7 separate regions of the Mus musculus genome follow, and regions 2, 3, 4, 5, 6 and 7 are each linked to region 1. The links are chromatin contacts, called in public Hi-C, HiChIP or PLAC-seq and promoter capture Hi-C maps. All regions are on one chromosome and are shown on one strand. Each heading gives the region's core, a stretch centred on a gene start, on an enhancer-like site or on the middle of the called end of the contact. The rest is flanking DNA. Distances are from core to core; before and after follow the strand shown.

Region 1 (2,931 bases), core at 179-2,678:
CAGGCTTGGACCATCTCAGCTCAACACTGGGCTAGAATGCAAGCAGAGGCGATGGTGGGTTAGGAACTGCTTGAGACGAGTTACAAGTCCCTGGGTCATCAAGGCCACTTGATACAGACTAGCCAGAGCCTCCAGGGCCTGGAGCTGCAGTGCACACTGGGTCTGAAAACCTGTGACTTAAGAGCCCAAAGATAAAAGACCTTCCCTAGGTAGCTGGGCCTGGTGGCTCACGCCTTTAACCCCAGCACTCAGGAGGCCAGCTAGAAGTAGGCAGATCTCTGTCAGTTCCTATCTCAAAGAAAAGAAGGAAGGAAGGAAGGAAGGACAGACTGACATAGGTAGGTGGAGAGGGGATGGAGAGACTGACTTCTCAGGGGCCTACAGTAATGCTCCTGGATGCTGGGTGTCCTAACTTGCCAACCCAGCACCTGCTATGGGGCAGAGAGGATCACATAACTGCAGTCCACTTGGATTTGCACCCCATGTATTGGATGGGGCACTGGAGTCTGAGGTTATGTTTTGGTGCCCATGAGAGGCATCCAAAAGGCAGAGAGACAGAGAGATACACGGAGACGAACAGAGAGACTGAGAGATAGGCAGACGTTCAGAGAGAGAGAGAGAGAGAGAGAGAGAGAGAGAGAGAGAGAGAGAGAACAGTAAAGGCCTTGGGAGGGGGTGATGTTGAGAGGATTCTGAGGGTCCAATCTTCTTGCTTCCTCCATCACCAACTCCCTGGTAAGGGAACCACGCCCACTCCCTGCAACTCTCAAGGGCATAGCTAGGAATTGAGTCTCCAGTCTAGGTGTGAGTCGGAATGACTCCTCAATTCTAAAAGGCCACAGCGTGGATGGAGCCTTCCACCGCCGCCACGGCCCTTCGCCTCTTGCCCAGGAGCTCTCTCGCTGGATTCTCTTTCTCCTGTTGCCTATGCTCCCGTTCTGGCACATCTTGAGCTTCCTTAGTTGGCCATGCTTCGCCAGACCCTCTTTACTTCTCTTGCCCCGCTGCTATCAGAATCCCCCATTCATTCGCTCTCCTGTTTCTGGAGCCCCGACTCAATACGATCCTCCGCACACCCTCAGCTCTGCTTCCGGCCCACCAGCTTTCCCTCTCCGGCCTCCACACACCCGTCCTGCTCGTTCATCCCAAACCTGCCACCGGTCCCTCAGCTTCGCTTGACCCTCCTCCCGTCTGCCTTGAGGGGCACTGGCTCCAGCCTGTCCTGGCCGAGAGCCTCCTGCCGGCGACCGGACTGTCCCCTCCAGGCTCGGCGAAGACTAGAGCCATTTTCCCTTTGCCTCCAAGACCCCGAGAGCCACTCTACCTGCAGCTGTAGCTCTGGAGGCCAAGGCTTCCCTCCAGGCGCGACCCCCACTTGCCTCCATCCTTTGCCCTGATTGGTCGCTGCTTGACAACCGACCCTCACAACAAAACCTCCGGCCTAGAGTCCCTCCCACTTCACTTCTTACACCAATCAGTCGCCACGGACGCCCCGCCTTCCTCTAGAATTGACCAATGGAAGCAAGCGCTTCCGCCGATTTACGTAACTACCCGCCTCCTTTCCCCGACTCAGACTAATCACGAGAAAGAAGCGCTTACGGACCGCCCTTAGGTCCCAGAAGAACCAATACAGGCTTCTGCGTTCTTAGTCCCGCCCCCAGTCAGGCTTGGTTTTTTCCGCCCTTTTCCTGCATTTCCTGGAACCCGGTTGTGTTTAAAAAATCCGCGAGCTGCACCCGATGGCGGCTGCGCCAATCACTTCAGCAACAGCTCTGGATTGACCAATAAACGTTAGTGTTATTGGAGAACCAGCTCTGAGATAGCCAATGGAAAGGGGACTTCTAGAGTGGTATGAAGTTGCAGATCTTCCATATTGAAACAGGGCTGCCAGGACCCCGCCCTCAGACTGTGAGTGTCGCCCGCGTAGTGGGAGGACTTGGCTCTTACTTGGATCCACACGTCTCCTGGAGTTCGCTGACCTCGAGGGAAACAGAGCTTAGTTACAGTGGGGTCGATGTCGAGCCCAGGAGTTCGTCCCTAAGATCACAGTAGCACAGTGGGATGAGTTAGGCTTGTGTCTGCTCGCCTGCGTGCGGAAGTAAAACTACGGAACCGGAGAAAGGCTAATATCTGTGACAGGACAGACAGGTTGGGATGGGGACAGGCTACATAACCCACCATGAGTTCGGGTCCCCCCCTTACTGAGAAACTCGGTCCCAGCCCTTTGCAGAAATAACCTCCAACTCTGGTCTATCCTACACTCACTCCCCTCTGGTCGGGGCTGCTGCATCTGGCGTTCTCCTCTACACAGTCCGGAACGGGAGGAATTTCCCATTTCTAGACGAGGAAACAGATGCTGTGGTGAAAAAGACCAGACATTTGGAAGATCGGACCCAGGACTTAAACTTTTGTTCTTAAAGGCAAGGCACACAAAGTCCCTATTAAATGCAAAACCTTTACGGGAACAAAAGTCACCCACCAGCCTAATGGGAAGTCGGCCCTGCGTAGAAATGGGTAATTATTAAGAGACCTGGATTTGGAGAATAACATTTGATCAAAACTTTGTACTTTGCTGTTCCCGCAACTTTTTATTTAAAAAAAAAAGTCAAATTCTTCATTTTGACACATTTTGCCTTATCTGCTTTGTTTATACAATTATATGTACATTACAGATCCTAAGACATTTCAGTCATGGCAACACTGAGCCTGAAGATCGTTAAGGGCCCTTAGTCACATAACCAATGTCACCACCCCTGAAATAACTTCATTCTCTAACATGCAGACTATATTAAAATGACTGTCACCATCCCCAATACACATAACTTATAAGCAGGAACAAGACTGGGGATGTAGCTCAGTGATAAGAGAGTCTTGACTGGTATGTAGGAGGCACTAGGTTCAATCCCCAGCACTGGAAATACAAACTACCTA
Region 2 (2,894 bases), core at 250-2,749, 450 kb before region 1:
TCCATGTCTGCCTGTCTACTGCCATTCTTCCCACCATCATCATCATGAACTCTAACCCTCTGGCTCAGTAAGTCCCTAAATTAAATGCTTTCTTCTTTAAGTTGCTTTGGTCATAGTATACCAAGGCTGACTTTGAATTCACAAAACTCCACCTACCTCACTGGCGCTGGCACTAAAGGTGCGAGCCACCATGCCCAACTTTAATGTGTGTTGTGGAGGGGGAGGTGGGTACTGGGATTGAACCCATAGCCCTGTGAATACTAGGCAGGGGCTAAAGCTATATCTCCAGTTCCAAAACTTTCCCCTTTCACTGCATGCACATACTCACATACATATGTACGAAAGAGGGTGACATTGAGACCTACACATACTGTTAAACTAATTCCTAAATTATGAGATTAGTACAGAAGCCAAATAGAAAACAGGAAAGCCATTACGTCTTGTCTTTTCAGCACATATTGTATTCTCGGTGGAGCCTTCCATGGGCCCGGGTCTGAATCTCTGATGCAGGATCTTAAGGAAGAAAACTTCAGAATGCGTTTCTCTCTTAAGATGGCCGGCCGATATACAAGACTGGCAGTTATAGACACTCACAAGGAAACTTCACAAAACATGTACCTCTGGGGATGGCTGTTTCACATACAAGATCATGGTATATGACAGACACTCACAATGGTAATTAGTAATAATCCCTCCACTCTGGTATGAACTATTTACAGATGTATGGAACCAACACCTCTTCTGGCCGCTGGAAACAGAATACTGTATAATATCAATACATTGTACACTGACTCTCATCTACATTATGGAATCCTCATATCCAGATAACCCACTGTGGAAGATGGAAAACAGACTGTGGAAAATACAAAGCCCTGAGCCAATCATTCCTCAGTCCATCTCCACGCCTAAATCCTTATTCAGCCCACAAGGCCCCAAGCAAATCATTTCAATAGCTTAGTTTTCACTCCGCCGCCATGTTAATGTTTATCTTAATACTAACTTTGGAAACCGGCTTAGGAGGCTACCTGATATAGACTTCGAAGGCGGCTTCCCAGCACCAGGAAGACACCAAGCCAAAGCGCTAGCTTCACTAAATCCTGTCTGATCTTTTCAAGGCCAACGGCTCCCTTGCCCCTCCACCCTGTCCGGGTTCCATCAGTGGCTTGTCAGTTCAGGAGCAGGCAAGCAGCAAAGCTAACTAGGCAAACACAAGTTCTTTCTCCACTGTAATGCGATGTGTGCCCGCGGGGCTCTGCGTAGATATGAGTAGTCTGCAAACTACAGCCCAGGCCTCAGAGACTCATGGCGCCCTCACGGTGCCAGTACCTGAGCTCCTCTACCAGCCCGCACAGTTGGATGACTGGCAGCTCGCCTTCCTCCTCCGCCTGGGAGTCAGTGATCACGCTGTCCGAGTCTTCCTCAGACATCACTCAGCCTAGGGTGCTTTGAGAGCCTTCAGTAAGCTGTCCCGCTTCACTTCGGCCGCGACCCTGAGGCGCGTTGCCTAGACAACTGAACGCTGTTTATAGGGGTGGGGCTTTGGGTGATGCGGCCCCTCCCTTGCACCTCGCGGTGGAGATCGAGCAAAGCTGCCTGCTTGCCTGCCTGCCTACTCAGATGCCTAATCCATCTCACTGTTCTGAGAATCGCTCTTCAGTTGGAAGTCACAACAACAGCTCCGGTTTGCCCAATGTCTTCTCGGTCCTTGGCATCATGTTAAGCTTATTTCACGCAAATCTTTGCATGGACCCTGTTAAAAAAAAAAAACTATTCATCCTCCTAGCCAGAAACCGTAGGTCCAGAAAGCTAGCAGCGACTCGCATAAGTCTCTGCCCCGTGGTGTAGTGAGGATTCTAATCTGTGGTCATTGCCTCACACGGAAGCTGCAGTTTTTTCATTTACTGCATTTCATTTACTGCAACTCGAACTGCATTACTCGAAGAGAAAGAGAAACTGACTAGTTTTTTTTTAAGATTTTATTTATTTATTTATTTATTTATTATATGTAAGTACACTGTAGCTGTCTTCAGACACTCCAGAAGAGGGAGTCAGATCTCGTGATCGGATGGTTGTGAGCCACCATGTGGTTGCTAGGATTTGAACTCCTGACCTTCGGAAGAGCAGTCTGAGCCATCTCACCAGCCCCTGACTAAGTTTTTAAAATAGGTATCAAGACAAGTTCCTAAAGGTGTCGTGTGTCTTTAGTGTTTTGGGGTAATGTGGGGCAATTTGGGCCCTTTTTTAAAAAAGTTTTATTTATTTATTTATTTATTTATTATATGTAAGTACATTCAGACACTCCAGAAGAGGGCATCAGATTTTGTTAAGGATGGTTGTGAGCCACCACGTGGTTGCTGGGATTTGAACTCAGGACCTTTGGAAGAGCAGTCGGTGCTCTTAACCACTGAGCCATCTCACCAGCCCAATTTGGGCCCTTTAATGAGATATCAGAAACCCAAACAAGTTACAGGCTGGGATAGCGACAGCAACAGCACTTTTGGGTACACTTAAAGGTGGTTAAGATAACATGTGCACACAACCAAGCTGAGTGTGCGTACCATCATGGGATCCCAGCATTGGTTAGTGCTGGGGCCACGGAGGTCCTTGTACTCACAGAGAAGAGAACCAGGAATGTTAATCAGGCAGGAGAGTATCCTTAATGGAGGAGACAAAAACACCTGCATTCCATCCAGAAAGCTGAGAGTGGATCTTGTTAATGACCTGGTGATCTTTTTGCGGTCTGTGGAGGCAGACCTCACCCCTTTTGCTATAGAGGCAGACCCCCCACACACTTTTGCTATAGAGGCAGACCTCCTCCAAATTCCCCAGAATGATTATCCCAGACTCTGCCCTCTCGAGACTAGAAGTCAGAGACCGCAGTAGATTCTAGGCTT
Region 3 (2,830 bases), core at 47-2,546, 350 kb before region 1:
TGTATGTACACCTTCAGGCCAGAAGAGGGCATCAGTTCCCATTACAGATGGTTGTGAGCCACCATGGGGTTGCTGGGAATTGAACTCAGGATCTTTGGATGAGCAACCAGTGCTCTTAACAGCGGAGCCATCTCTCCAGCCCCGAGGATATTTTGAACAACTTAAAAACAATCAAGCTATAAATTATTCACTTGGCTTAGAGTACATAAAGAATTCCCAGATATCATGCAAAAATTAATTCCATATAACAAGTTTCATTTTTATATAGTAATAGATTCACATAGTTTTCACGATATCTAGAAATTCTGGCTGGAGTACTCAAAGCTTTGGTGTGAGGGTAGAGTGAGTTAATACAGGGTAAGGCATCACATATACCCGTCACATAGTAAATGTGTAAACTTTGCAACTATGATCGTTAAAATTGCTAAAGTGATCGTCTGTGCTTCAAACTCTTTTCTGTGCGCCAGAACACAGGCCTGGGTGGAACACCATTTAGGAAGACGCTCAGCGACTGGTGGAAGTCTTCCACACTTGAGATTTCCTTCTACTTGAAATACACAGCGTATGTCTTTCCTACAATATTCCAGAAATTGACACACTTTTTTTAAAAAAATCAGCTGTCGGTTCAACTCAACTATTCCACTTTTAAGATTTTATTAATTTTTGTTTATATCTTAATATTCCGGCTTTCTTCTTTTCGAATCAATGCATTTAAAGAGATACGCTTTCCCCCAGAGTATTGCTTTTACAGCAGCTCATTCACTGTAACTTGATAATTAAAGGTGATGATGTAAATTGGGCAATCAATACTGGTTCATTAGCTCACACGTTCTCCTGGGCCAACCAATATTTGTTTTTTGCGACAGGGTGTCTCTGAGTCCTGGCTGTCCTGGAGCTCGATATGTAGACCTCAAATTCAGAGATCTTTCTACCTCTGCTGGGATTTAATCCGGTACTAGGATTAAAATCTGGAGTCAACACACCCAGGGATAATATTTATCTGTCGTTGGCACAAAGCCACCTTCCTCACTCTTCCCGCCCTTCGGGGGAGGGGTCTGGCATGACTCCACCCCTCCACGCGCCTCCCGGTTCCCATGACACCACGCAGGCACTGTAAACACGTGAGGTAAACTTAAAGTCTCCTTCCGCTGTTCTAAACCAAGTCTGGGCCCCGGCGGGGAGGGGCGGGGAATAGTCCCTTGGCAACCAAGTTCCGCGCCCGAGGGGGCAGGAAGGGGCGGGCCTAAGGGCGGAAGGAACCGGAAACCGTTCTTTCTGCGGCAGGACTGGGCAATGCGCCTCCGAGGGGCGGGCCCAAGCGTGCGGAGGGATCCGTGGCGGGCCGAGGCGGCGCTCCGCCTCCTCTCCGGCAGGCTCGGCGGCGCGGGCGGCAGTTGCTGTGGTTTCGGTGCTGAGGTGGCTCGGTGCTCACCGAGGCTTACGGATCTGCGTCACGCCGCCGCTTCCCGCCGTCAGTGGCTGCAGCTCTCAGCGTCCTACCTTCGGACCGGCGGCACCCGCTCTCTTTCGCCGCTCGGTGCCGATCTCCAATCCCGGGCCTAGGGCGGCGGCTGCGGGGCCGCGGCTGGCGAGATGTTCAAGAACACGTTCCAGAGTGGCTTCCTTTCCATCCTCTACAGCATCGGCAGCAAGCCCCTGCAGATCTGGGACAAAAAGGTGAGCGGTGGGGGCGGGACGGGGGTGGGGCCGACTAGCCGCCCACGTGATGGAGTGGCTACCGAGCCTTGACGTCCCGGTCAGTAGAATGGGGGCAGAGTGCCCACAGCCTAGCTTGAAACGCATAGCACTTTGAAGAAAGACATGCATGTGTTCGCTGGTGCCAAGCACTGTTGCTGCACTCCATACGGAGGGCCTTTTCCCCGGACATCCTGAGCACCGGCCAAGCCAGACTTGTTCTGATCCCATTCATTAGCTCCATCCGTCGACAGCCAAACCTTTGGAACTTGCTGCGAGCCCTCTGTAACTTAGAGTCCGTACTATTCTTCCTGTACTGGCCTTCTCCATTGGGAAACCTGCAAAAAGGTGATTGTTAGGGGCTTCTCGAGAGCCAGTATCAAGCCTCTGTATTTTTATCCAGCCGTCCTCTAGAATGGATGGTGTTTTTGCTTGCCACATGAGATGGTGGCCTTCCCTGTTCACTTTTGGAGATATTAAGATCTAGATGAAATGCCTTGCCGTTTCTTTTCTCATGAAGATTCCTGGGGCAGTGAGCTGGACCGTTTTTTTGTTTTGTTTTGTTTTTGAATATAAAGTGGTCACTCTAATGTGGAAGCCAGGTGATTTAGGGAATATCTTTAGTTCTGCCCTCGGCTGGGGAAGATGGAGAGAGGTGATATGCCTAGTGTGGTGTTCATAGAGATGTATATAGAATGGGTGGAGTAAGTCAAGATTATTCGTAGTAGGACTAGAACAATGTCTTTCCTAATTCACAGAGAAGGGCTTTGAGACACACAGTGGTTGACAGAGTACCTGCATTGCCTTCTGTTTGTCACTGCTAGGCAGTCGTGTGTTCTGAGGACAGCTTTGAGAGAAACCTGTTGGGAGTGTCTTGTCATTTGGCTAAGACAGTTGAGAGTTCCTCAAGATCTGGCCTTTGGTATGTAAGCAGTCTGACCAACTCTTTCAGATCCATAGCTAGAGTTATGTCAAGAGTATCCCATAGGAAGCGGACCCTTAGCTCCCCCCATCCCACAATCTCCTGAGTGTTCGTTCACTTTGAAATGAAGCAGCAGGAGCTCTTAAATGAGACCTGCAGGGAGAACCCAGAGACAGTCCACCTGGCAGTGTTGGGAGGGTGCTCACCAGCCTT
Region 4 (2,920 bases), core at 247-2,746, 410 kb after region 1:
GACCCACAGATTGTTTATAAAGACAACAAAACTCAGTATGGCTTGCTTACTATTACATTGTGCGGTGTGTTAAAATTTCAGTGTTTTGTGTTTTGAAAATCAACTCTTCACATTTATTTCTCTGCATGCCCTTATAAGCAGAGGTTTGGGGTGTTGAGATGGCTTGGGGGCTGAAGGCACTGCTGTGTAAGACGGGTGACCCGAGATCAACCCTCAGAACTCACATGAAGGTGGAAGGAGAGAACCAACTCCACAAAGTTGTCCTCTGAGCTCCACATAGCCATAGTCTCCTGGCAACAACCCCACCCACGATCCATCACATATGTAAATGAATACATTAAAAAATTGTTGTAAAGCAAGGGTCTACTTGATTTAAATCAAGGAATTGACCATAGGAACTAGAGGGGCACAAGTCACTTAGTAGTGTCGAAACTTACCCATAATAATGTCCTCTAAACATCCAACCACAGCATCAAATTCTGCATCAGAGGCGGAGGAGCTGAAAAAACACATCAGGATTAGGTGCCGGTCCAAATAATTATTTTTCGAGCTGAACTTGTGTTTTCTGTGGGTAAGGGCATTGAACCCAAGGCCTTGCACACACCAGGCAATCACAACAAAGCCCACTAGCATTTTTTAAAATGTAAGATTCCCAACGTGCATAAAAATAATAGCAAGATGATCCTCCCATCACTCAGTTTCACCAATCAAGGATTATTGTCTAGTACAGAAATTACAAACACAGGAAAACACTCGTGACGAAAACCGGTATGACAATCACAAAAGCAGCCAACAATTTGGGTAGCTGAGGCTGGTGCGGCACAACTTCATACTTCCGCGTTTATTACCCGCAGGATTTACTCACCGCATCCTGGCTCTTAACGCCACACCTATCTGCTGGTGAATGTGACCGCACGCGGGAGTGGCACCGGCCTAGGGGGTAACTGGTCAGGAGTGGCTTTAGACAGGCGGTGAGGCCGCCGCCAGCCTGGGCAGCTCAAGGCCTCTGGGTTTTTGCTGACGGCCACGATTGAGGCCAGAGGATTGTGATGGAAGCGCTGGTTATCTGTGACATATGCCCGTGGTGGCCACGGGAAGAAAACGCCCCGCTAGAGCGGAGCCTCGACCGGCCAGCCCGCAACCCAGAGGACGTCCGCAGGCCGAGGTCGAGCAGACCCTGGCCGCTTCACTTACAAGGACAGCGCGAAGCTCTCTTCTTCTAGGGCGTCCATCGTAGGGGCGCCGCAGTCACCGGCCCGGGCCCGGGGCCCTGCCGCTTCCTACCGCGCCCGCCGCCGGGCCGGGATCCTCTCTGACCCGCGCGGCCTCAACTGCATCAAGGGCCCGCAGAAGGCCGCACCCACGCCCCGCCCGGCGATCGCGCGAGGACGGGGCTGCGGCTCCTGGCTGGGCCCAGCGCCCGCCGGCCTCTCGCGGGGCTACCCCGCCGGTGTGTTAGGGCAGACGGAGCTCGCAGCCCCGCCTCCTGTCACTATGGTTACCCGCGGTTCCAGCAGCCAATCACAGCCTCAGGTTCCCGGTCTCACGCAGAAGACTGCAAAAAATGGTGGCAGTAGACTTTTTTTTTTTTTTTCTGGATGAAAGAATTGGAGCCAAGAGCCTCGGTTTCTTCATTTTCAATTTAGGAATTGTAAAGATCAGGTAGTTGAAACCGTGTTTTAAGAGCGCTAGAAATAGCCAAATTGCTCGAAAGCCACTCTCATAGTTTGTCCTAGATAATGCAGACGTCTGATTTACTAGAGAGTTACTTCTTGGAAGTATGGAAGGGTCCACGGCATTAAGTGGATGACTTGTAACTTAATTTGTGATCTTCAAATCAAAAGCAGTGCGTTGTGGCATGCGTCTGTAGTCCCAGCACTTGGAAGGTGGAGGTTTAAGGCATTCAAGACCTGCTCAGCTACATAGTGAGTTTGCTGCCAGCTTACTCGCACCAAACCCGTAAACAATTATTAGGCAGTAAGTGGTTCCTTGGGTAATTATGCAGCACAAAAATGTTGACAACCACTGAGAGAGATGTAATCAGAAATTGAATAACTGCTTTGGAGAAAGTCCCCTCTAAAACTGCCACACCATGAAGAAAGGTTTCCTGGGATCGCCCCCCCCCCCCGCCCCCTTTTTAAGCATGCCTCTTTGGTGGTCTGATACCTTTTAGCCAAATGTGTAGTACATAACTAGAAAATTTATGGTATGAATTAGGGTTACGTGGCCAATCTGAATCATTTTGGAATGGACATAAAATGTGTATCCATGGATCTATCTTAACAGCATCAGGAACCAAGATGATTTCAAAGACACTGGAAGATCAGAGTATCCTGGTCAAGCTGAAGACAGGCGTGCTGGTAGGTTTTTTGTCAGCTTGACCTGAGTGACCTGGAAAGAAGTTGATTTTGTGTGTGTCTGTCTTTTTTCATCAAGACAGGGTTTCTCTGTGTTGCCCTGGCTGTCCTGGAACTCACTCTGTAGATCAAGCTGGCCTTGAACTCGAGACTCACCTGCCTCTGCCTTCCAAGCACTTGGATTAAAGGCCATGTGCCATCACCTCCTGGTTTTGAATGTGGATTATTTTAATGACTGAGGGAAGGCCCAGTCCTCTGTGGGTGGTGCCATATCTGGGCAGGTGTAGGATCTATGTAAGGAAGCTCAGCATGCTATGGAGAACAAACCAGTTAACAGCATTTCTTTATCTACTTCAGTTCCTGCCTTCAGGTTCCTATCTCAACTTCCCTCAGTTATGGACTGTTGCATGGAAGTGGAAACAAAATAAACCCTTTCTTCTCACAAATTGGTTTTGATTAGTGTTTTGTCACAGCTCTGATAAGCAAACTAGGACAAGCATCTAAAAATTCTGTTCCATTGAGCACTGGTAAGACAGCTCAGAGCAGACAACTAAGATCCTATT
Region 5 (2,990 bases), core at 64-2,563, 480 kb after region 1:
AATACATTACACTACCTTACTTCCACACACACAGCGTTGATTATTTTACAGAAGAAACTCTAAGATGTCAAGTCACTTCAACTAAGGAAGGACAAGCAGATGGGTTAAGTGAGGAGCCTGGGAGACTGCACGACTCTACTCAGACGGTAACAGACACTGCCAACTTTAAAAAAGTTCAAAGTACATCACTCCAGGGGACGAAACCTTACTCGGACATCTGCGCAAGACAGAATCTCAAGAGTTTCAGCCCAGTAGCTCTAACTAGGTCTCCCTCTGTAAGAACAGGGAAAGTGAGGCAGACAGCGGGCCCGGCAGGAAGTAATGCCAAATTTGGAGGCTCGCTTGGGGGTGCTGCTGGTGGGATGACTCCCCTGTCCCACTCTGGCGCGAAGGCCAGAGGCAGCAGAATCCTTACTCTGGGACACCTAGTCAGACTCCAGAGTGAGGGAAGAACCCCGACTATCCCCGTTTCCGCTTACCATCCCGATCTAGGGCTTTCCAACGGAAAGGACTGCCCTCCCCAAGGGTTTTTTACTTAATATTTAGCTCAGGCCTGGAGAGTAGGAGAATCCGCTAGGTCTGGCTCCCGCCTCCAGCCTCTCTCTAAGGCGAAGAACTCTCCCCAGCCTCGCTTCACGTCGAACTCTCCACCCCAAGGCAACACCAGACCATCCCAGGGGAAGTCGGCTTCCCACTGCAACGCAAAACTCCCCAGAAGGAATCCCTGCCCACGACGTGCGCCCCTCGGCCCCTTCGGTTCCGAGGAGCCCGAACGAGGGTCTCTCCGCGTCCGGAGCCTCCCCAGGAGGTACCTGCTTCTCACCTTAGCCAGTCTCCTCGGGAGGGTGACCCCAGGACCTCCTTCAGTCAAGATCCCCTAAAGGGGAACACCCTCTTCCAGGAACCGCTTTCAGGCGCCTCCAGCGCGGGCCTCGGAGGAGAGTGTGCCGGCTGCTTCCCAGGCTCTGACCAACGCCACCCTCTCCAAGACCCCTGCCCGGAGACGGCCACGGCCCCAGTCCAGTCTCTCCGACCCAGGCTTCAGCGGCTGTCCCCTTCCTTCACAGGCGTCGCTAGCCCTCAAGCTCCCTCCCCGGCCACGTCCCCAAGGGGCTTCCCAGAGCAGCGCGGTCGGGCTGTGGCACTGACTTGCACTAGCTCCTGGGCCCACCGGAGGGAGGGGACAGCGACAGCGGCGCGACTCCTTTGTGACAGGTCCAAGAGAGCGGTAAAGATGGACGCGGGGACACGGCACTGCCATTACGCGCAGGGGCCCACCCCCGCTTCACACCGCCCGGGCCCTCCCTCAGTCCCCTAGGAAACGCCCCTTCCTCAGTGGCAAGCCCTCTCTCTCAGACAGCCAATCATCAGTCAAGATTTGTGTCACGTGATCTCGCGGGTCGGCCCGCCAGCCTGGAATGAACCAGCTAATCCCCTTGCCGAAGGGCGAACGACCCAATCAGATCGCTCCATACGGTCTTGGAGCACCGGATTTCCACGAGGCGCTCGGGGAGGGAGAGAGCTGTTGATTGGACTATGCCGCCGGAAGCGGGGTGGAAATGTGTTGTGGCTGTAAGGAACAGGAAGCCCCGAAGGGTCAAAAGGAATACAATAGCGAAGTGTGTTTTCTTCCTTTAAGCCGTCGTTCTTTTCTTGGTTTCTTTTCTAGTTTTTTAAGAGCGAGAGTGGCCTTGGCGGCGACGGTTTACGGTAGGCGCCGCGGAGGTGAGGGCGGCTCGCCTCCCGCGCTCTCGTAGGTGAGTGCGGCCTGGGTCCGCGCCGGGAGGCGAAACCAGGCTTCTCGGCCGTGGAGAGGGTGAACTCCAAGCCAGAGTTAGGATTAGAGCCCAGGTTTGTCTCCAGCCCGCGGTCCTTTCTAGTGCGGTGTCCTGAGTCGCCCGGCTTGGGAGTTTGCGGTGCCCACTCCGGAGCGGAGCCGCGGGAGTCTGCGGGACGGCGTGGCGGTCGTGGTGGGAGGTTCCGACTCTTTCTTACGCGCCCGAGCTGCCGGGCCCCTTGTCTTCTTTCAGCACTTTGCGGTTAGCTGGAGCCATCAGGCCTAAAGTGAGCTGCTGCCTCGGTTCCATTCGGAGCAGCTCCTCGCTCCTTAGAAAACGTGGAATGCCGACTTGAGCATCGTTGAATCCCGAAGTGTGTAGTTGCAGGATGGGTACATAATAAATTTCCCCGTTGCAGCGCCTCGCTCATTCTCTTCTAGTAGGAAACAAGGCTGTGTGCTTATTTTATTAGAACACAACCGGTCGTTGAAATGTCTTCTTTGAGAGTTGGTGCCCTTGGAATGCCAGTCCACGCAGAGGGAAAGGGAGAACTATTGGTCATGGAAATGGCTTCTTGGGGGAACACAAGGTCTGTGGCCCTTGGTTTTAAAATGCAAACCCTGTGCTGCACCCTTGGGTCAGTCTGATTGTTTAAGTCTAGAGTGGACCCCACAAAGTCTAATATGAACCTCTGTAGGATTTGCAGCGACTTGTCAACCTGTGTAGCAAGTTTCGTTGGTTAAGTGAATTGATTTATTGAAGTGTCCCCAGAGACATCATAAAAATGGTTTGGAGGAGCTCCGTGTAGTGGCTTGTACCTGTAATCCTAGGACCACGAGGCTGTGTGTGGGTGTGGGGGACTGTCAGTTGGAGACAGGCCTGGCTTCCTTAGCAAGACTGCCAGAAAACAAAGCAGAGTATAAACTACCAAGCAAAATGGTTTGGCGGGTACTGCTTCTGAGATATTTGAAAGGAATCTGTAGAACTTTCTATGACAGAAGGAGCTGAGTTGAAATAAAGGCAGCTCCTGTGTTTCAGTTGGAGCCTAAGATGAGCTATGAATAATATGTAAGGGTCTGAAAGTCGGATGGCCCAATTATCTCTGAAGTTGAAGTCTTAAAAAAGGAAGAATTATGTGGGGAGCATTTACCTGGTTTCATCCTTCGTTGTCACCGTACGTTTGCTTAAAGGCAATCTTCAGCTTCAGAAATT
Region 6 (2,758 bases), core at 206-2,705, 380 kb after region 1:
TACATGAGACTTTGTCTTTCAAAAGAAAAAAAGAAGAAGGAATCTTTGCAGAATGTTAGTGATGGGGTGATTGAATAAATACTTAAAATTCCTGATTTGAGGATATTGAACTGTATTATCTGATGGGCAATATAGTCATGACCATATCCTTACAAAAGAGATGAGAGAGAGAGAGAGAGAGAGAGAGAGAGAGAGAGAGAGAGAGAGAGAGAGAGAGAGATATCTTGTGCATAGTAAGAGGAGAGTTGATGATACGAGGAGAGGCAGAGCTAGGTAGGGTACCAGAATCCCCTGCCGGCAGGTCATCTGTAATCCCAGCCTGCAAAGACCTGAGGTACGAGGAATGTCAAAAGCATGAAGTCAGTCTGGATTACAGAGCAATCTCCTGTCTCAAGACAAAAAGTGGGCAAAAGTACCCCAGAGGTTGCCTGAGCTCAGGACACCATGACTGTGTCTCCGTGATGATGCCTTTGCATATCTAGCCTCCATCACTGAGAAGAAACTTTTGTTAGGACCTTGAGCTTGTGATAAGTTGTCACAAGGAGCCATAGGATAGTACAGTCACCTACACAGCTTCTGTGACCTGGTCCTTACCCACTGGGGGTCAGTGTCACCCTCATGTGCTCAGCTCCAGTCCCTTTGGGGACCTGCTTTCTATTTCCCCAACTGCCTAGGTTGGTCCTGCCACTGCGCCTTTGCTCCTCACTTAAATCCTCCCAAGGTTTCCTCCTACTCACAGATTCAGGCCTCTGCACAAATGTCACCACTTCTGACAGGTCTTCCTTGACTAATGTGCTCCTTCCTTTTCTGTCAACTTAATACAAGCTATAGCAATCCAAGAGGAGGGAACCTGGATTGAGAAAATGCCTCTATAAGATCGGGCTCTAGGCAAGCCCTGTAGAGAATTTTCTCAGTGATTGATGGAGGAGGGCCCAGTCCATTGTGAGCGGTGCCATCCCTGGGTCCTGGGTTCTATAAGAAAGCAGGCTGAGCAAGCCAGGGGAAGCAAGCCAGTAAGCAGCACCCCTCCATGGCCTCTGCATCGGCTCCTGCCTCCAGGTCTCTGCCCTGCTTGAGTTCCTGTCCTGATTTCCTTCAGTGATGAGCAATGATATGGAAGCATAAGACAAATAAACCCTTTCTTCCCCAATTTGCTTTTGGTCATGGTTTTCTACCACCGTAATAGAGACCCTAAAACAACCATCTAAAAATCTCCTGGTCACTCTGCCTCGCCCTGTTAGATTCAGTCACAGCAGCAGTTGCCACTACCTGGATTTATTTTTTCCTGCCTGGCTGTCTGTAGATCGGTCTACGGACTTCTTCAAAATCTCTATCCAAACAGGCGAACCCAGGGTTAAGGGGCGGGGCCTCAAGAAGGGGCGGGGCCTCGGGCGGAGCGGGGCTGGGCTTCGCGCACCTGTGAGTTCTGTCTAGGGTACCCAAGCAGCGCCAGCAGCCGGAGCCGCAGTCGCAGCCCCGGAGCAGCGCCGGGAGCGCGGCCAGAGCGTCGTAGGCTCGCGATCGCTATGGCGGAGTTCCCGTCGAAAGTGAGCACGAGGACCAGCAGCCCCGCGCAGGGCGTGGGAGCCTCTGTGTCTGCGCTGCGACCGGATCTGGGCTTCGTGCGCTCCGCTCTTGGGGTGCTCGCGCTTCTGCAGCTGGTGAGCCGGGTAGCTCGGGGACTGGATGGGGGACTCTCCGGGGACCCCCGGGACGCTCACTCCCAAGATCGCCGGGAAGCTTGCACCTGGGGACGCTCGTGTGACATCCCTGCGAGCACAGCATGACTCTTGTGGAGGGGACCATACACACCCTACCCGGGTGGTTACCGTGGCGATACCGTAGCTGAGATAGCTGCGCACAACTGTCCGCCAGTCTGTCCCTTCTCTTCTACCCTTCCCCCTTCCCTCTGGGACCGTGCCCTGGCTTTCTCCGCCGGGCAAAGTCCACTGCCCTCCTCTTCACCCGGCTTTAACCACTAAATGCGACCGCTCTGTAGCCCTCCTGGACAGGGCAGAACACCACATCAGTGGCTCTGACACGCGCGCTCCCACCAGGGCACCTACCCAGGGTCTGCTGGTCGAATCTCCTTCCTTGGGCTGTGGAGATTCGCAGAGGCAAGAAACCACGTGTCTGCCATCCCCCGTACTCTGTGCAGGTCCCAGCTGAAGATCCTAGAGTTGCCCGTTCCCATTGGGTGCATTCTGAGATGTCAGCTGTCTTTTCATAGTCCCCTCCTGCGAGGGTCTGGAGGCCTGTGGCTGCCCCTAGGGAACGGTCTCCATTAACTGAGAGGTCCGCTGGTAGAGGAATAGGGTAGCACCGCAGGTGGGCATGCATCTGTTTCTGTCATCATCCCTCCAGTGGGCACCTCGAGCCAGGCTGCCAGGCCGGGCTGGGGAGTCGGGAGGCTTTCCTGGGCCATCTCCACCTAGGGCATACATACTATCTTGGTTTCGAGATTTCTGATCTTCCTTGGTGAGCCTTCGCCCTTCCCCCTTCCCCCTTCCCCCTTCCCCCTCCGTCTCCTCCCTGGGTTTGTTTAAAATTCAGATTCTTGGGCCCCAACCCCGGAAAAAATGTGAAACTGCTCTTTGAATCTCCAAAAGCGCAGCAAGAAATTTGCATTTTAATGTCTTCTCCTGGAGTGGTTTTGGGTACTGTTTGGTTTTGATGAGATCAGGGAGGGTAGCATGAGGCTCTCTTCTGGGACCAATTTAACTCTGCCGCGCAGACACTGCCGACCCTGGAGTGTTGG
Region 7 (2,857 bases), core at 17-2,516, 270 kb after region 1:
TCAGGGTTTGGCCACCAGCCACATCTGCATTGACCTGAACACTGAGCAGTAGGACTTCATGCCTAGCCTCCTCTCTCCTCAGAGCACCTTGAGCCTGAGAGAAAGAGCCTCAGGCTGTGTGTTAGTCTCTACTCAGCTCAGACCCAGAGTGAGAGGTGACAGTATTACTGCCTACTGGCTCTGTTACCTGGGATGTCCTATCCATCTTGGAAACTCAGTTTCACCATACATAAAGAGGTTGGACCCCCTCAGCTGTGTGGGGTACAAGAGTATCCCTGGGTTCCCAAAACTGCCTTTAGGGGAATCAGGCTTGTCCTCTCTTCCTTCTTTCCCAGTGGCCTTCCTGGGCACTCCAAGGCCCACCCACTTCCCACTCTGGGTTCTAGGCAGAGGAGTGGGACAGAGGGATACTCACACGATGGCATCCCTGGAACACTCCACTGAGGTCTTATACCAGCTCACCAACTTCCTGATAGGAATGGCCCCTTTGAAGTAATCCAGGCAGCACTCTCGGCCTACATTGGTGGCTCGAGCTGGAAGAGCAATAGGAAGCAGGTGTCCTGAGAGTCAGGCCATGTGCCTGAGGACCCATGGAATGTTCCGATGTATGCCTGTGTGAGCCTGTGGGTGGGGACTGCATGTACTTTGTATTCTGTTTGTTCTTGGTGTGTGTGTGTGCTCTCCTGTGTCTGCAAGTTTGCATATTCATCTGTGTGTGTCTGCATATGCAGCTGTCTGAATCTAGGAACCTCATTTCAACTTCCCGTTCTAAACTAAATATAAAAATCTTTTCATACATTCTTGGAACCAATGCTCCGTTGTTATGTTGTTCCCTGATGATACATGAAGCCCATTAATGAAACAAATGGTAGCGATTCTGAGAATCGTTCGTTCTGCATCATGAGCCCACAATCAAGGCCACTATGTCCTAACATCTCAGAATAAGGTATGTGTCCAGGTCAGGCACCTGACATCATCCCAGCATCCTCAGAACCATTATCCTCCCTCCAGTGCTCCTGTGGCCACCCCCTGGTGACCCCTGTTAAGAACAGACAGGGTATAAGTCACACAGCTTGTGTCTCTGCCTTGGTCTCTGTGTGGGTGAATGGTTCCCATCTGCCCTATCCTGTCTGTGCCCGGCTCTTACCAGCTCTGGCATGCTGCAGAAAAGTCCCCAGAAGCAGAGCAGCCAGGAGCAGCATCTGAAGTGACCTCATGGTACCAAAAGCTGAGGTGAAGGTCTTCATGGGTCCTTCTGCCTGTCTTGGTGCCCAGCATTGAGGTGACCTATTTAACCTCTCTGGAGGTTATCCCACGCTTCCTGTCCCCTCCTATAATCCTTCCAGACTAGAGAAATTCAAAGAATTTGAGATAACTTAGTAGAAGCCCAGCTTGGGAATGTTTGTGGCTTTCCAGAGAATGGTCACTCGACTCGGGACAGGGGAGGGGGTCTGTGTCTGGGGTAAGGGCAATGACTTACTTCTCTTTTCAAAGGGAACATTTCTTGGTTCCTCTATTAGCAGGATCCAAGGCCTCAGCCTCAACTCATCTCATCCCTTGTCCTAGTACTGGTGAACTTCCTTTGTGCCTGGTACCCTGTGGAGGCAGGGTAGGGGACCAAACAGAGATCATAGGGACTATGCCAGTCAGGGCTCTGGGGTCCAGAAGGTCCACAGGAGGGTGAGCAGGTTACAGGGATGTTCAGTAGAAGAGGCCTAGTCCCACCCTATTTTGGGGAACCCAGAGGTTCAGCTGAAGCTGAGCCTGTCTTCCTGTCCTTCCCCAGGCTGGCCCTTACCCCAGGAGGCTAAGCTGAGAGGGGCTTTAATCACGGTGTATCTGCATGTGTGCTTTAGTGGGTTGGAAAGCTCAGCTCCCAGAAATAGAGCACCACCTCGTTTCTGTTATGAGCAGAATGAATGGTGTGTGTGTGTGTGGGGGGGGCGATGCTCACCTCTATAGGAGCTGCATGCCAGAGGCTGCCCTAGAAGCCCATAGAGCATCCCCAGGCCTTAAGCAGACTGTTAAGAAATCTGTGTGAATTTTCAGCATACCCAGACTGTTAACAACAGTGCCCAGAAAAGAGTTTCAGGACAAGTCACTATTAAGCAAAGCCAGGGTTTACTGAGAAAAAGAACCGGCATCCCAGCTACTGGGGAGGCTGATGTAGGAAGGTTCCAAGTTTGAGGCCAGCCTGAGCTACCGGGGTTCACAGGTGCTGGTGAGACGCTATCACAATAAAGGGAAATGTCACTGCTTTGCAGTGTGACCCAGAGTGTCTCACAGATAAGGCATGTGCCGCCGTGTGTTTTACTCTTTAAAATTTTAATTTATTAACATTTATTTATTACATTTGTGTGCATAGGTGTTTTGCACTCATGTGCTAGCAGACACTCTACAACCTGAGCCACACCCCAGCTCCTCCTGCCATTTTGTTAGAACTTTTGGCTCTCAGTCAGCAAGAAACACAGACCCAGGCTGAGGGGGCCCCTTACCCTTCTCATATCTCCATTTTCCTTCAATCCTGCCCTACGGCCACAGCATCACTAAATTTGCTCATTCTCCCAGACTAAGAGGTCTTCCCAGGCCAAAGCCGTCCATTCTCTAAATACCTGTCCCGAGGTGTGCAGTACTGTGGCAGGCAGGTGCTAAGGCTTTGAATCTGACACTTGAGTTCTGGGCCTGGCTTCTCCTTGCCCCTAAGTGACCAGAGGCAGTTTCACCCTCCCTCACCCCCTCTCATGCTGTCAGGTCTGGCTCCATATTCATCATTGAACTGCCATTAAAATTTCACTAGAAGGTGATGATGGTAAAAGCCAGGTGGTGGTAGCACACGCCTTTAGACTCAATACTTGGG

The links. A called contact is a pair of places that touch in the nucleus more often than the background predicts. HiChIP or PLAC-seq counts read pairs in DNA pulled down with a chosen protein or histone mark. Capture Hi-C pulls out chosen DNA fragments and counts their contacts.
Region 2: an H3K27ac HiChIP or PLAC-seq map of embryonic stem cells shows a contact between it and region 1, with 5 read pairs. The contact joins the promoter of Ccdc113 here to the promoter of Katnb1 in region 1. A contact is called at or near these places in 3 of 39 promoter capture datasets (hippocampal neurons, liver and stem cell-derived epiblast-like cells), 1 of 115 datasets of contacts at active chromatin or transcription factors (embryonic stem cells) and 1 of 9 other capture datasets (adipose tissue).
Region 3: a contact with region 1 is called in a Hi-C map of CD8 T cells, with 4 times the contacts expected there. The contact joins the promoter of Cfap20 here to the promoter of Katnb1 in region 1. A contact is called at or near these places in 8 of 39 promoter capture datasets (the C10 cell line, the HPC-7 cell line, embryonic stem cells and 4 more), 21 of 484 Hi-C or Micro-C datasets (the C2C12 cell line, CD4 T cells, CD8 T cells and 15 more), 7 of 115 datasets of contacts at active chromatin or transcription factors (the SCID.adh cell line, bone marrow-derived macrophages, embryonic midbrain and 4 more) and 3 of 9 other capture datasets (adipose tissue, liver and pancreatic islet).
Region 4: a contact with region 1 is called in a promoter capture Hi-C map of adipose tissue. The contact joins the promoter of Arl2bp here to the promoter of Katnb1 in region 1. A contact is called at or near these places in 3 of 39 promoter capture datasets (liver, pre-B cells and stem cell-derived epiblast-like cells), 1 of 484 Hi-C or Micro-C datasets (CD4 T cells), 1 of 115 datasets of contacts at active chromatin or transcription factors (memory CD8 T cells) and 2 of 9 other capture datasets (adipose tissue and liver).
Region 5: a contact with region 1 is called in a Hi-C map of uterus, with 4 times the contacts expected there. The contact joins the promoter of Rspry1 here to the promoter of Katnb1 in region 1. A contact is called at or near these places in 4 of 39 promoter capture datasets (erythroid cells, liver, pre-B cells and 1 more), 4 of 484 Hi-C or Micro-C datasets (CD4 T cells, CD8 T cells, natural killer cells and 1 more) and 1 of 115 datasets of contacts at active chromatin or transcription factors (memory CD8 T cells).
Region 6: a Hi-C map of CD8 T cells shows a contact between it and region 1, with 2.3 times the contacts expected there. The contact joins the promoter of Pllp here to the promoter of Katnb1 in region 1. A contact is called at or near these places in 3 of 39 promoter capture datasets (cranial neural crest, embryonic stem cells and pre-B cells), 6 of 484 Hi-C or Micro-C datasets (CD8 T cells, the N1E-115 cell line, embryonic stem cells and 1 more), 4 of 115 datasets of contacts at active chromatin or transcription factors (effector CD8 T cells, embryonic stem cells, memory CD8 T cells and 1 more) and 3 of 9 other capture datasets (adipose tissue, liver and pancreatic islet).
Region 7: a contact with region 1 is called in an H3K27ac HiChIP or PLAC-seq map of microglia, with 5 times the contacts expected there. The contact joins the promoter of Ccl17 here to the promoter of Katnb1 in region 1. A contact is called at or near these places in 1 of 39 promoter capture datasets (macrophages), 1 of 484 Hi-C or Micro-C datasets (reprogramming fibroblasts), 3 of 115 datasets of contacts at active chromatin or transcription factors (embryonic stem cells, microglia and pancreatic cancer cells) and 1 of 9 other capture datasets (pancreatic islet).

Annotation. Positions count from the first base shown.
Region 1 is chr8:95,079,698-95,082,628 of GRCm38.p6, reverse strand. It overlaps Katnb1 (katanin p80 (WD40-containing) subunit B 1), which reads right to left and starts at 1,428. Exons shown (of 20, transcript NM_028805.2): 1 at 1,325-1,428; 2 at 1-31.
Region 2 is chr8:95,532,705-95,535,598 of GRCm38.p6, reverse strand. Ccdc113 (coiled-coil domain containing 113) reads right to left here and starts at 1,499. Exons shown (of 9, transcript NM_172914.2): 1 at 1,327-1,499. The coding sequence starts at 1,427.
Region 3 is chr8:95,433,335-95,436,164 of GRCm38.p6, reverse strand. Cfap20 (cilia and flagella associated protein 20) reads left to right here and starts at 1,296. Exons shown (of 6, transcript NM_008187.2): 1 at 1,296-1,677. The coding sequence starts at 1,594.
Region 4 is chr8:94,665,176-94,668,095 of GRCm38.p6, reverse strand. It overlaps Arl2bp (ADP-ribosylation factor-like 2 binding protein), which reads right to left and starts at 1,496. Exons shown (of 6, transcript NM_024191.2): 1 at 1,195-1,496; 2 at 438-499. The coding sequence starts at 1,232.
Region 5 is chr8:94,600,264-94,603,253 of GRCm38.p6, reverse strand. It overlaps Rspry1 (ring finger and SPRY domain containing 1), which reads right to left and starts at 1,313. Exons shown (of 15, transcript NM_026274.4): 1 at 824-1,313. Psme3ip1 (proteasome activator subunit 3 interacting protein 1) reads left to right here and starts at 1,528. Exons shown (of 8, transcript NM_028221.4): 1 at 1,528-1,757. LOC115486880 reads left to right here and starts at 363. Exons shown (of 2, transcript XM_030243886.1): 1 at 363-441; 2 at 609-1,638. The coding sequence starts at 363. The coding sequence ends at 1,318.
Region 6 is chr8:94,694,939-94,697,696 of GRCm38.p6, reverse strand. Pllp (plasma membrane proteolipid) reads left to right here and starts at 1,455. Exons shown (of 4, transcript NM_026385.4): 1 at 1,455-1,661. The coding sequence starts at 1,527.
Region 7 is chr8:94,808,862-94,811,718 of GRCm38.p6, reverse strand. Ccl17 (chemokine (C-C motif) ligand 17) reads right to left here and starts at 1,266. Exons shown (of 3, transcript NM_011332.3): 1 at 1,148-1,266; 2 at 416-533. The coding sequence starts at 1,247.